Regions from separate parts of the Mus musculus genome. Here all the other regions are linked to region 1. A link is a contact called in public promoter capture Hi-C and targeted proximity ligation data. All regions are on one chromosome and are shown on one strand. The core of a region is the stretch at or near the end of the contact, and the rest is flanking DNA. Distances in the headings are between cores, read along the strand shown.

Region 1 (3,344 bases), core at 256-2,755:
TGGGGGATTAAAATAAACACAAAGCAAAAGGAGCTTGTCTGCCAGTGCCTTCCTCCAGCTGCTTTCAGCAAGCCATTGATGGGCAAATTCCACACAGCGGAAAGCAGGTTGTGCTGATGACAGCACAGCAAGGCTTATATATAGTCTTAATAGAGCTCAGAGCAGGGTCCATTGGTTTCTGATCCCAGGACTCAAGACAGGTTATAAAACTAGAAATAGGCCAGCCATGGTGGCACATACTTTTAATCCCAGCAGGCAAACAGATTTCTGTGAGTTCAAGGCTAGGATGATCTACATAGCAAGCCCCAAACCAGCCAGGGCTGGACTGTGAAACCCCAAACCAGCCAGGGCTGGACTGTGAAACCCCAAACCAGCCAGGGCTGGACTGTGAAACCTTGTCTCAAAACAAAACTGGCAACGATGATCGCTTTGGATGGGCATGGTAGGAGACCTAAAAAGGGTTTTACACAAATTGGCATTCAGTAGCAGAATTCACCTACTGACTTGCAAAACCTACTTTACGTTAAATTCTTTCTTTAAAAATTATGTATGCTGGATGCAGTGGCCCATGACTTTAATCCTAGCACAGGAAGTCATGAGGCAAGTGATCTCTGTGAGTTCAAGGACAATTGGATCTATGCAGAGTTCCAGTACAGAAGGGATACAAAGAGAGACCCTGACTCAAAAATAAAATACAAACATTATGTATGGGAATTTTGCCTACTCCAATACATATTATGTATGTACGTGCACTGGAGGCCTTAAGGCATGGAATCTCCTGGAACTGCTCTTTCAGATGGTCGTGAGCCACCGTGTGGATGCTGGGAATCAAGCGGGGTCATCTGCAAGAGCATCAGTGCTCTTAACTGCTGAGCCATCTCTCCAACCCTAATCTTTTAAAATTAAAAGCAAGTCTCACAGGCTTTCCATTTCGTCCCACGTGTCATGCCACGTGTAAAATTCCAAAGCCCTTTGTGAGACTGTTTCTGGACTTGAAAACAAAAGCGAGATCTTCTTGCAGGATTAAATCAGTGTATTGCCTTTCAGGTGAAATGCTTAGCCAGAAGCTGGCAGGTGCAGTGTGTGCAAAGCAAACCTCAGTAGCCAAGCCATGCCTGCGAGCAAGGACAAGGCTGGACCGCCTTAAGGAGTTGAATAGCCGATGGGAAGAAAGATCAGGAACCGGGTCAGAAGAGCCTCATAAAGTACCTCATGAGGCCTTCTAGAGCTGCCCTGTCCAGACCAGCCATCGTCCGAGTACATCTGCGCTCACCTGATCTGACCCCTCTTCTCCCCGGCTTCTGGGAAAAGCCCTAGACACAGACATAGCCTACAAGTCCCTGGATCGCTCACTTCCGTTAGATCGGCTCCAAATAGCTCTGCGTGGCCAAGGCGGGACCAAGTTGGAAGGCAGCTCCTGAAGCAGGCGTGGCCTAAACAAACCACGCCCACCGCACGCGGCCGCGCGTGCCAGCGACAGCCTATTGGTCCCGCTTTCGTGACGTCTTTCCGGGGCAGTCCGGGTGGGGTCCAGCGCGCACCAGTGAGCTGAGCTAACTGGGTTTCGCTGCGGTCCACGTCCCCGCGCGGGGCTGAATCGCTGAAGTGGCTGCGCTGCGGTGTGAGGGCCACGGGCCTGCCGCGTCCGGGTAAGTGACCCGCACTGCTGTCCAGGGAGCTGTCGTGAAGGCCCCATGAGCCGCTTGGGGATGGACAGCGAGGTGCGGGGCGGAGGAGGGATGAATGGGGACCCGGTGCGCTAGGCGGTGAGGAATGGAGATTCAAGGCGGAGGAGGGAGGAATGGGCCGAGCCCTTAGAGAAGCATGGATGCGCAGGAGGAGGAGGAGGAGGTGGGCTGACGGCGATCGCCAGTCGATGCTGGGCAGTTTGCGAGCACTCTACGGACATTCGAGAGTAGGCGAGTCTTGGATCAGGCTGTACCCTAGAAGGTGTTGGTCTCGGAAATAGTTGAGGCCTGCACCCCAAACTCTTCTACCTACCAATGAGGAAAATCCATCACATTTTTCCTTCCTCCTCATTTGTCTACTTGCCTGCCTCCCCTTGTGGCCGCTAGCTTGTGCGCTTAACGGTCTGGCTGGAGCTTAGAAGTCCAACTCTTAAAAACTTGTATTACTTACACCCCGACCCCTAGGAACCAGCTCTAAAATTTCAATAAGTCAACCAGCAAACTGTTTAAAATACAGGTTTTCCGTTTATAAATTAGACTCGCCTGTTGGACAGCAGAATATCAGAAATACTGGCTTAGCAAGCGTTTAGAACACAGACCTTTGGCATTTTGGTAGTGAGACCTGAACTTTCAGATACCTGGAGATAAGCGGTGCAGTTAAGATAATATTTAATGTTCTGGGATCGTGGGCTAATGTCTGCCACGTGGATACATCCTTTAGATCACAGGGCAATGTCTGTGTACATAATACGTCCAAGCAGGTGATGTGTCAGGATTAGGTAGGTGACTGTGGTTTGTCCTGTACTAGCTTTCCCAATTTCTGTTCTGTAATTGTGTAACTTCCCTAGCGTGGAGTAGAGACGGGGGCCCTGCTGATAGGGATTATTAATGGTCTTTGCTGAGTCTGGACTTCTTGAATTGAAATCTGTGTATGTCAGAGAAAAAGCTCACCAATTTGAGGTCTAGTGATGTGTATATAGCAATCCACACATCATAAAGGCATTAAAGGCAAGGCAAGATTGGGAGTGCAATCTGTCAAACAAACATTAGAGGAATTGGGCAGCATCTCAAGGGTTAGTTGTCACTTGGGGACTCACACAAGTCACCTGGCTGAACTTTAGTAGGAACAGCTCAGGAAATGCAGACTTAAAGTCTTATGTGTATAGACATTGCCCTGTGGTGGAAAGGGTGTGCCCGTGTGACACGATGGAATTGAGAACATGATACTGGCCTTCTTGTATGAGCTGGCAGAAGGTGTCCTGATGCTGATTCCCTGCAGATCCTGTGGGGACCAATTCCCAAAAAGAGACTCAACCCCAGTCTGTTTGTTCTAGTTTCTGAGTTAATACTTGGTTTTTTTGTTAGTGTTTTCTTTCCTCTATTTAATGTGTATGGGTGTTTTGTTTTGTTCTAAAGATTTATTTATTTATTATATGTAAGTTCACCGTAGCTGCCTTCAGACACTCCAGAAGAGGGTGTCAGATCTCATTACAGATGGTTGTGAGCCACCATGTGGTTGCTGGGATTTGAACTCAGGACCTTTGGAAGAGCAGTCAGTGCTCTTAACCACTGAGCCATCTCTCCAGCCCCTGGGTGTTTTTATGTACATATATGTCTGTGCACCACATGTGTGCAGTGCCCTTCCCATTCAGAAGA
Region 2 (3,344 bases), core at 432-2,931, 770 kb after region 1:
ATTCTGTGTGTAGAACCAGGGACCCTGAGCCAAGTCCCTTCTCTGCACTTTACCCGCTGTTTCTTGCTCAGTGTCCCTGCATGCCCAGCAAGGTGGTGACTCCCTTTATCTCTACCTTGGCATCGGCAGGTAATAAGGATGGGGAAGAGCTTTCGGGGGAGCTTCTGTCTTCTAGGCTGTGAGTTTCTTCAGGGACCTTTAGGCTTGACAAAGCTTTGCAAGTGAGTAAGAGCATCTCTCCCCCACAACACTTTCCGGATGGATAACCACATCCTGGTGCCATCCCCCAGACACCCGCAGGAACCACAGTGCAGACTGGCTGGGGGTGGGTGACAGCTGACACTGGGCACCTACTATGTGCCAGCATAGTATCAGGGGGGACTTGCCTTGTGCTCAGGAAATGCCCCCAGAGAGTCCAGGGTTCCCTGTCAGCCCTGGAAATGTAGGGAGGGGTGGCCTAGCAGCTGAGACTCCAGCCCTTCAAGGTGTGAAAAGTGACTTGCCCCATCCAAGTCACTAGCAAGCACTTAGTAGGATGAAGCCAGGTTTGGACCCCAGGCTGGGAGGTCCCACTCTTCTGGGCTGCTTGAGAAAGATTTCACATTGCTCAGAGAGGACTGGAAATGGGGGTTGGGGTTGGGATTGGGGGTGGGGTGGGGTGAGGTGAGTGTATAATTGTAATTGTCCTGGCCTTACTGGGTGCATTGTTAACACCTAGGTGGGTTTCCTTCCCTTGCCTTTCTTAGTTTCTAATAAGGACTACTTCTGAGGCTCTGCAAACTCTGCACCCTGGCTAAACAGCTCAGGTGCTTGTTTCCCAGGTTCTTCTCAACGGATTTGTCCCCATCAACTGTAAGGCGAGACAGTCTTTTAGCAGCACCATGCCCACCAAAGAGAAAGGCTCAGGGCTCCTTCACCTACAATGCCGTTTACTGCCCCCATGTTCAGCTCCCGTCTATACACAGCTTCGAGTGAAGCTCAAGGAACCCTTAGGTTCTTCCCGTAGGCCTCCTGGAGAAGAGATGCGACGCGCCCCCTACGATGCAGATCCTCATACCCTCACACCACACTGGAATTTTGGGAGGGGGCACTGGCCAGGGACCCCCAACGGGATGTAAGGTCAGGGGCAGTTAGGACAGCCAAGGTGTTGAGTGTGAAGGTGAGGGGTGTGTGCGGTGTGCGAGCTCAGGGGAGGTGTGTAAACAGCCGGGTGAACCGCGTGTGTGCACATGGGGGCCGGGCGAGCTGGCGCCAGGCGATGCGCAGTGCGCGGAGTGGCTGGGCCGGGGAAGGGCGCCGGGCGTGCTCTGTGCCCCGCGTTGGTGTGCCAGCGCAGCGCGGGGGTGCAGACGTACGGAGTGTGAGGGGCCCCGGGTTTCGGGCTTAAGAAGAGGGACTGAGTGCGTCCGCCCGTCCATGCCCAGGGCGCTTGTGCCTGCCGCGCTCTGTGTGGGGGCCAGGGTGCCTACTCACCCGGGGTTCCGCGGAGGGGACGCGGGTCCGACTCCTGGTTCTATCTCTGCTCCCACGCTGGCCTCCCGCAGTTGGCTCTCACAGGCGCTCGGCCGCCCGCTGCTACGCCACCCCTGCAGTGTAGCGGGGCGCTCGTCTCCTGCTGGAGCCTCGCCTCACCGATGGGGGCTCCGCGGGGCCCGGCGGCCGAATGGAGCAGCGCCGCAGTCCGGGCACGCTCCCAGGAGCCCGCCGCGCGCTCCCTCGCGCTCGCCCGCCCGCTCGCCTGCTCCTTCTTGAATTTAAAGTGACAACCCCGAGCGCTCTCTCTACTCCAAGGAGCAGAGCAGCGCTGCGAGGATCTAGTCGGAGATCCCCAAGCGCGTGAGGGTCCTGGGGGGGGGGGGGGCAGCCAAGTTGGACCCTGGGATCGCAGGCTTGTGGATGTGTTGGGTAGGGAACCCTGTGCTCACCAGGGGCGCACCCCACTCCCTTTATGTTGTTCTCCTTCTAGGCCTCAGTTTCTTTATCTGTAAAACGGACTCAAGAGAGTCACACACACACACACACACTCACAAAATCAGACCAGCGAGCAGCGCAGCCAGCAGTATTCCCTTCTCTGAATGGCTGATATTTCCTTCCATGATTGAGTTGTGATTGTACGCTATACCAGTCCAGGTCACTTACCGACATCATCTTTTGTAATCTCTGCAATGACCTCATCGGCGGCCACTCCATTTATTTATTTATTTTTTTTGAGATAAGGCCCAGGGTGGATATGAAGGCCAAATGACTTCAAAGTCTTTTTTTTTTTTTTTTTTTTTTTTTTTTTTTTTTTTTTTTTAGAGAGAGAGAGAGGGAGAATGGGAGAATGAATCACTTTATAGCCCTAGCTGTCCTGGAAATCACTAAGTAGATCAGGCTGGCCTTGCTCGAACTCACAGAGATATCAGCCTCTGTCTCCCAATTGCTGGGACTAAAGGCATGTGCCACCACACCTGACTTTCTTTTTTAACCTCTTAAGGGTCATACTTTCTCTTCCAAGGAATGAATGAATCATTCAGGAGATATTTATGACGCTCTCACCCAGGCTCTCGGCACAGTGCCAGGCGTGGGCGATCTTCCGGGAACAAGGGACAGGTCCCCTCCCTGCCCGCGCAGTCTGGCAGGAAGATAAGTCGGGTATTAGGAGAGGCTGGGTGTTGCCCTTCAGGAGGGGGCGGCGGGGCACCTGTTCTGGACACAGTGACCAGAACAGCGAGCTGGGAAGACACCTGACTAGGCCTCCAGGAGGATCTGGAGTCTGGGAGAGAAGTTGACAATCTCATGGAGAGCCAATACCAAAAGGCTGGGTTGTCTGAGAGTAGTGTGGAGAGCAGACAGACAAGCTTGGTCCAGAAAACCAAAGGGAGGTTGCAACTTCACCCTCACCTATAGGGGGCACCATCATTTTCTGGACCTGAAAAAGAAGTGAGTTCTGTCTTGGAGCTAGGGATTGGACCATGGACATTTGGTGCCATTTCCCATTTAACTAACCTTCAAGGCTACTTATAGCTTTGGCAAGACTGAACCCATTTTCGTTTTTAATTTTTTTTTTTTTTTTTTAAGAGTGCTTCCTGGGCAGCGGTGGCACACGCTTTTTTTTTTTTTTTTAAAGATTTATTTATTTATTATATGTAAGTATACTGTAGCTGTCTTTAGACACTCCAGAAGAGGGAGTCAGATCTCGTTACAGATGGTTGTGAGCCACCATGTGGTTGCTGGGATTTGAACTTCGGACCTTTGGAAGAGCAGTCGGGTGCTCTTACCCACTGAGCCATCTCACCAGCCCTCGTTTTTAATTTTTAAAATTACTTTATGTAGCTGGGTGGTGGTGGGGAAAGCCTTTAATC
Region 3 (3,344 bases), core at 608-3,107, 690 kb after region 1:
ACTATGTTTCTCACTAAAAGAAATGAAACCACATAAAATCTTAAGCAATATTCTAGATCTAGAATTCACATACTACATACAATTCTGTGTCTCTCCTATCCTACTTTACAAATACAAATTTGAATATTCAAAATGAATATGTAGTAAATAATACTAATAAAGGTCTGACTAAGGAGAAAACAAAACAAAACAAAACAAACAAACCATTAAACACCAATAGAGCAACCTTGAAAGAATAACAGAACTAAAAGTATTCAAACCCATGTATGAGCTAATGTTTAAACTATAAAGTTTTCTTTCAGTAGCATGTCTCATAAATTCCTTCCAAAATATTAAAGACAAAGACCTTTATTAGCATATAGTACTGTCCTCAAATCAGTCATAGCAATGTTCCAAACTTACCAAAATGTTAACTATCCTTCCTTGGTTTGTTCTTAAAATTTACATTTTAATATAACTTAATTAGATTTACTACAATGCCACTATTGCAAAGTTAGGAATCTTTGTCTCATTACAATCCACAAAATCCTTTGATTTTCAGAACTGCAATGATTTCTCTAAAACTTAAGACTTTAACTCCACTGCCAAACACTATAAATTAAGGTTCTAACTACCTGACCAAAAAAAAAAAAAAAAAAACACCCCAAAAAACAAAACCAAAAAAAAAACCAAGTGAGATATCAATATATTTTCACCCCTCCTCTGGTACACAGAAAAGCCATCTAAAATAATTTTTTCCAAAAGGAGGGAATTGAAAATACTAACCAATCTCTGGCTGTACCGAATCCTTTCTTCTTCAGGTTCCATCTCTCACTCTTCTGATGGAAGTACAGTAAAGAAACCACTCCAGGGATGCCTTCCTCTTCCTAAGGATCCAAATTTACAAAGGAAATGAAGAGAAATAAGAACTCATTATGGAACTTATACCTCCCCTTCTCATTAAGTTAAAGACTCTGAGAATCCTTTATCCTCTTGGGCAAATGGTGCCATGTCTTGTCAATATTAATCACATCACAACTATAAAATAAGACCTAAGCAAAAGGAGACTTTGGTTTCAGTTCCTTAGGACCAGCCACATCATTTGTTTCTGCTCATGGGATTGCAACTAGCAAAATTCTTCCTGCTAACATTAGCAATAGATAGATAAAGAGATAGATAGATAGAGGGGACTGGAGACATGGCTCAGTGCTTAACAGCACTGCTGCTTTTCAAGAGGATCCGAGTTCAATTCTCAACAACCACATGGCAGGTCACTGTCTGATTCCAGTTCTAAGGGACCCTTACACAGATATAATGCAGGTGAAAAGGCTCAGGACTTTTACTTCTCTTCTTCTGTATGTTTGCTGGTGTGTGTGTGTGTTTAAGTTTTGTTGTTTTGAGACAGGATCTCTCTACATAGCCCTGGTGGTCTTGGAACTACAACATAGACCAACCAGGCTTGCCTCCAACTTACAAGAGACCCGACTGCCTCTGCTTGCCCAGTGCTGGCAAAGGTGTGCAGCACCAAACCCAGGAAGGACTTTTATTTCTAAAGTGCTGAATGGCCAGGTGAAGGTGAAGTACACACAAAACTAAGCCAGACCCTAAACCAGTGAGTTCTCAAACAGGTAATAACAAATTATAAGCAAAACGGGGAGGTTACTTTCATTAAAAAAAAAAAAAAAGAGGGCAAGAAAAATTTGGTTTTACAGAAAGACTTCAAACCAATGTCCCATATCCTTCTAGTAAGGAACTGCCTTCCCCAAACTACCATCCACCTCAAGGTGGACAACTACAGAACAAATTTGAGAGTTGCAAACGGAGGCAAAAATACCATCTAATCTAGATGAGTAAATAATAAATGAAACGTCTCGATATATGGATACGGGTGAAACATCCATTAAATAAAGGCCGGTTGGCACGTCAATCAATCCACAACACCAAGCAAGGGTTTTCGTTTTTCTAAATATCTTTCTCCAGAATAATGGCTTCTAATTGGATATACAAATGTTTTTTTTCTCTCTTGTAAATATAATACGGCCACGTTAACAAAATCCTTTCAGAGGACCCGATGACATAGTTTGCGAGAGCAGTTCGTGGCACTGCCCTCCTCGGCCTCGGTCGCGAGGGACACAGTCTGCACCCCAGGGCCGGACAGCAAAGCGGTAAACCTCGACTGCTCCCCTAGGGAAAAGGCGTTCTGTGGCTCACCCCTTGCAAAGAAATAAAAACTTTACATTAAGTCTTTAGATAAGACCGGGAACCAAACTTCCCAGGGCGGGGGAGGGGGGAGGGGAAATCTCACCGAGGATTTTGTTCTTGAGTTCTTGTCCAAGAGAGAAGTAAAATTCCAAACACAGACAAAATAAAATCCCAAACGTCGTCTTCGGTATTTCTGTGTATTAACCCAGTATCCAGAGAAGGGTCAGAGCGACCCGGAAAAGAGGAAACAGTTACTGAATCAAACCTCCTCTTCTGGCTTTTACAGACTCCGCGTCCGAGGCGTCAGGGAAGCAAGACCACTCGGCTACTCCCCCAAGCTGGCGGTCAGCAGCCCCAGCCCGAGACCCGGGTCAACCGGGCCGCGGGAAACACCCTCCTCTCGGTACCCTCAGCCGGCCACAGCCGCTACCGAAGCCCAGGAACCGCGGCCGATCAGCTGAGACCCGCCCGGCCGACGCTCCCCGCGCCGCCCGGCCCCCCGGAACGCGGGCCCCGGCCCCGGGGGGCGGAGAGGGCGGGAGCAGCGAAGCGCCCTGACCGGGGGCCTTCGGCTGCCTTTGCGTCGTCCCCTGAGCCGGGGCTCCGCGCTGCGGGACGATCCCCCGTACACCCCCAGCTACTCCCCAGTAGCAGAGGAGGGACTCCGGGGGATGGGCCCCCTGACGTTGCCCTTCCACGCGAAGAGCCCACTGCCCGGGAGGGAAACAACCGCGACGGGCCCGGGAACTGGAAAGGTGCTCTGCGGCCCGCCGCCGCCGCCGCCGCCGCTGCCGGGGAGGGGTGTTGTTTCCCTCACACAGGAGGATCCGCTGAAGCAGCCGCCGCCATTTTGAACCCGTCAGATTCTCACATACACACAGCTCCTCCGGCCTCACTGCGCAGGCGCCCTCTCTTCACCACCACCCCCTCCCTCCCGTCGCCTCTCCACCCCCACCTCTTTCGAGCCTCCCTGCGCGTCTTACCGCTCTCCGGGACACACGTGAACGCGCACGCGTCACTCCCCCCACCCCACCCCGCCCCCTCTACCACGGACACACCGCCGGAGCGCGCACGCGCCGATTGCGTCGGCCTCGAATCGCCCGCGCCCCGCGACGCCGACGCGGTTCCCCGCCCTCCCCCCCTCGCGTCAGCCCGCACGCCCT
Region 4 (3,344 bases), core at 550-3,049, 560 kb after region 1:
CAGACTTCTTGGGTGCTCTGGTCGCCTGACTGGCACTTAGCTGCCAAGGCGTACTACACAACCCTGGGAGTATGAGTCCATCTCTGGGCAACTCACTAGTATCAACAGAGGCCTCCTGTGGATTAACAGAGACCTCCCTCATATAACCCCAGCTCTTGGCTCACAGGGGACAAACCTCCCTTGTCCATTCCCAGCCCTCCAGAGACAGATATGCCCTTGCCTTGCTGTCTCTAGATGAAGTGGCAGAGTTGTTGTGGCCCCAGATCTCATAGCACTGATCTTAGATAGACATGAGCTCCGGGTGGTTCCTTACCAGGCGGATATCATCCTGCGGCCTCAGCAGCTCCACCATGAGGTGCAGGTGCCGCTTTTGCACTTGTTTCCAGGGACTCTGGAGTCCTTGCCCTTTGTCAGTCTGGTCCTCGGTGGGCTGTTCCTCACCTGAGGGTTCCTCCATTGGCTCAGAGTCAGCCTCAGATGCAACATTACTGTCCCCTCCATCCTGAAGTCCCAGGACAGCCCCTCGGAGCACCGCAAAACTCTGCCTGGCAGAGCGATGGGGACATGGTTCAGGTCATAGGTTTTCAAACTTTAGGGAGGCTGAGTCCCCTGGCTGGCGGAAGTGGGCTGCTGGCCCGCTCTCCAGAGTCAGATGGGCCGGAGTGAGGCACAGTTTGCACTTTTGTAACCAGGACCCTGATAGCGGTAGGCACCTAGAGCCAGCCTTGGGCTCTCAGGCTCCTCCTCACCTTGTTTTGCACCTTTGGAATGTGTTCCTTTTCGGGGTGGACTCAGATGCTATAAACTTGTTTAAGCACTTATACTCCTTCAGGTCCCATCCTGCCCTTGGTCCTGGGATTACTGGGCGAGCCAAGGTCCAGGTAATGTGTGAAAGCATCTACTGGCCAGGGCTAAGTTAACCATGCTGGTTCTTCCACAAGCCAGAGATGTGATGTTTGCCAGCTCCACCCACAGCATCTGCCTCCCACCTAAGCATGAGTTTATCTGACAATACTTAAGTGAGTCCTTGGTCCAAGCAAGACATCAGGAGTCCACAATGGCAGCAGCTAGGCCACAGGCTATAAGGAAGCATTTGTCAGACAGAACTCACCTGCGCTGGAGCCGGCCTCTGCGTCTTACCACTCGGTCCTGCTGAGAAAGCAGCCCGGGAATAGAGTAAGAGAGCAGCTTCCAGGACAGGAAGCACCCAAAAGCCTCTCCTCTTCCTACAAGGGAGCGCTAGGTGGAAAAGAAATCTCTTTCCTCTGAAGCCGCTCCCCTCCAACAGGCCCCAGAGAAACCCGGCCTAAGTCCAGGTACAGCAGTGCTGCAAGGATAGGGGGTTGCAGAGTGTGGGAGGTATTTGGGCAGATCTGGGCTTCAACAGACCCGGGCGGTTCTCAGGATTCCGCATCTACCTACGTCGAGCTCCTGGGAGCCTCAGGGCCTCCCAAGTGCCTTAAAACGTGAGACTCAAGGTCCCCCTCCGCCTACTCCCAGCCGTCTGCTAGGGGCAGGACTTGCTCCCTAAGGCCTACCTTGGCAGCCAACTGTAAGAGCGTAAAACCAAGCTAAACTCACCGTGGGTCCCACAGGCGTGGAGTGGCCACTTGCCGGCGGCGAGCGACTCACTGTGACCAGCGCCATAAGGTAGGCAGGCCCGGAACACCTGGGCGAACACCCGGCACGACCCCTCCCTCAGCCTTACGGTCAGTCCCTGCCTTCGCACAACCAGGAAGAAGAGATTGGAGCCACCAGGGCCTGGCACCTCCTCGGGAGCGGCCCTTAAAGGGCCCGACTCATGACCAGTCTGGTCGCGTAGAGCTGGTACCGAGCGACAGCGGCCCCGCCCCTGCGGTCTCGGTTCAGCTTGCCCCGCCCCGACCGCGCTAGAGGCGTGGTCAAGGGCGTGGCGCAGGTGAGCCCAGACCTCACTTTCCCTGCTTTGGTCGCTTTGCCCACAGAAGGCTTTCAACCCTTCTTGCTGCACCCAGTAAGACTTGGACCCCCACTGTTTGGTTTATGCTATGGTTTCTTGGAAAGGAAGGAGCAAGGGCAACAGTTTTGTTTTTGAGACAGGGTCTCACTATGTAGCTGACAGACCTGAAACTCATTATATAGAGCAAGTCGCCTAAAACCCAGAGATCCACCTGCCTCTGCCTCCCAAGCACTAGAATTAGAGGCATGCGCCACCATACCTGGGAGGCAATGGGTCTTAAATCTACCACCCCATTCCAAACTTGCTCTCTTTTCTGCTTGGCTGTCATTCCTCTACTCTTGAGAAGATCTGGGAGAACAGAAGGCCTTTTTGGAATTTTTGCAATAGTCCCCAATACCTGTACGCATTTCAGGTCCACCCTAGGGGTGACTAGGACAGGGCTGAGCCCCTTCCCCAGAGAGTGACTTGCTTAAAGGTTCATTCTGGTAGAAAATACTTGAAACAGGGGGAACCTGTGCCTGAGTTTTGGGGATGAGGTGGGAGCTTCCCCCAGTAGGTAGAATAGGAAGACCCAGCCCAGCGGGAGTATGGACCATCAGGCTGGGTGGCAGGCAGAACCTGGGGTTGGGGTAGCATCCAGGGAAATTTCAGAATCTCCAGGAACTCCTGCCCCGTGAGAAGTGGTCTTATTTTCTAGCTGTAGAAATGGAGGCTCCAAAGCTGCTCAGTGCCAGCTCCAGCGAGGACTACCCATCAGTAACCCCATCCAGTGTCCCCTTGGTTCCAGACCACGCAGGACAGCAAGCCTACTGCTGATGGTCTCTTTATTTCCACCTCAGTCTCACTGCTAGCCTATCTTCAGTGCCCAGGTCCCAAGCTCAGCAGCAGACAGTTTATAAATAAATAAATTACAAAACCAGGCAGAAGGCATGGCCCTGGGGAGCCGTCCCAAGGCCAGGCAACTCAGTGCTCTGTGAGTGACAGCTGCAGGATCCGCTGTAAGTCGTCTTCTTCCTGCTGACCCCGTCGCTCCAACTCCTCCTGTTCCCTTGAAGACAACTCCAGGGCCAGGCGAAGCTGCTCCTCAAAGCTTGGGGGTGCAGGGGATGGAGGTGTCTTCTGAGGAGATTCTGGACCCCTGGACTCTGTGGACAGCTGTAGGCTTTCCTGCAGGGCCCTTCAGGGTAAGGGTTGAGGGGAGAGCAGACCAGTGAGAAGGCTTGGGGAGGAGCCAAGCCCATGCAATTTTGAGAACAAGGTGTCAGGGACAGAGACAAGCAGGCCCTCTTTTGGCTCTTCATGCTCCCCACGGTAAGCAGCATTTTGCCATGTGAAGGCATGGAGCCCTTGGATCAGAACTCCCTGGCTTCCCACCCATCACCAGCAGCCAGGGACCCACACACAG

What was found. Promoter capture Hi-C pulls out the DNA fragments that hold promoters and counts their contacts.
Region 2: a contact with region 1 is called in a targeted proximity ligation map of pancreatic cancer cells. A contact is called at or near these places in 2 of 130 datasets of targeted methods (bone marrow-derived macrophages and pancreatic cancer cells).
Region 3: a contact with region 1 is called in a promoter capture Hi-C map of pre-B cells, with 2.5 times the contacts expected there. A contact is called at or near these places in 1 of 39 promoter capture datasets (pre-B cells), 1 of 484 Hi-C or Micro-C datasets (CD4 T cells) and 2 of 130 datasets of targeted methods (large pre-B cells and pancreatic cancer cells).
Region 4: a promoter capture Hi-C map of pre-B cells shows a contact between it and region 1, with 2.8 times the contacts expected there. A contact is called at or near these places in 1 of 39 promoter capture datasets (pre-B cells) and 3 of 130 datasets of targeted methods (the NIH/3T3 cell line, bone marrow-derived macrophages and pancreatic cancer cells).

The regions. Positions count from the first base shown.
Region 1 is chr19:3,706,788-3,710,131 of GRCm38.p6, forward strand. 1810055G02Rik (RIKEN cDNA 1810055G02 gene) reads left to right here and starts at 1,506. Exons shown (of 4, transcript NM_028077.3): 1 at 1,506-1,649. Gm36608 (predicted gene, 36608) reads right to left here and starts at 1,381. Exons shown (of 3, transcript NR_167751.1): 1 at 1,274-1,381.
Region 2 is chr19:4,475,462-4,478,805 of GRCm38.p6, forward strand. Syt12 (synaptotagmin XII) reads right to left here and starts at 1,682. Exons shown (of 8, transcript NM_134164.5): 1 at 1,474-1,682.
Region 3 is chr19:4,394,027-4,397,370 of GRCm38.p6, forward strand. It overlaps 9430078G10Rik (transcription initiation factor TFIID subunit 4), which reads left to right and starts at 1,858. Exons shown (of 3, transcript XM_030251152.1): 1 at 1,858-1,867; 2 at 2,304-3,344. The coding sequence starts at 1,858. It overlaps Kdm2a (lysine (K)-specific demethylase 2A), which reads right to left and starts at 3,051. Exons shown (of 21, transcript NM_001001984.2): 1 at 2,285-3,051; 2 at 766-866. The coding sequence starts at 807.
Region 4 is chr19:4,267,434-4,270,777 of GRCm38.p6, forward strand. It overlaps Ssh3 (slingshot protein phosphatase 3), which reads right to left and starts at 1,800. Exons shown (of 14, transcript NM_198113.3): 1 at 1,582-1,800; 2 at 1,112-1,152; 3 at 314-545. The coding sequence starts at 1,647. Ankrd13d (ankyrin repeat domain 13 family, member D) reads right to left here. Exons shown (of 15, transcript NM_026720.2): 15 at 2,747-3,116. The coding sequence ends at 2,903.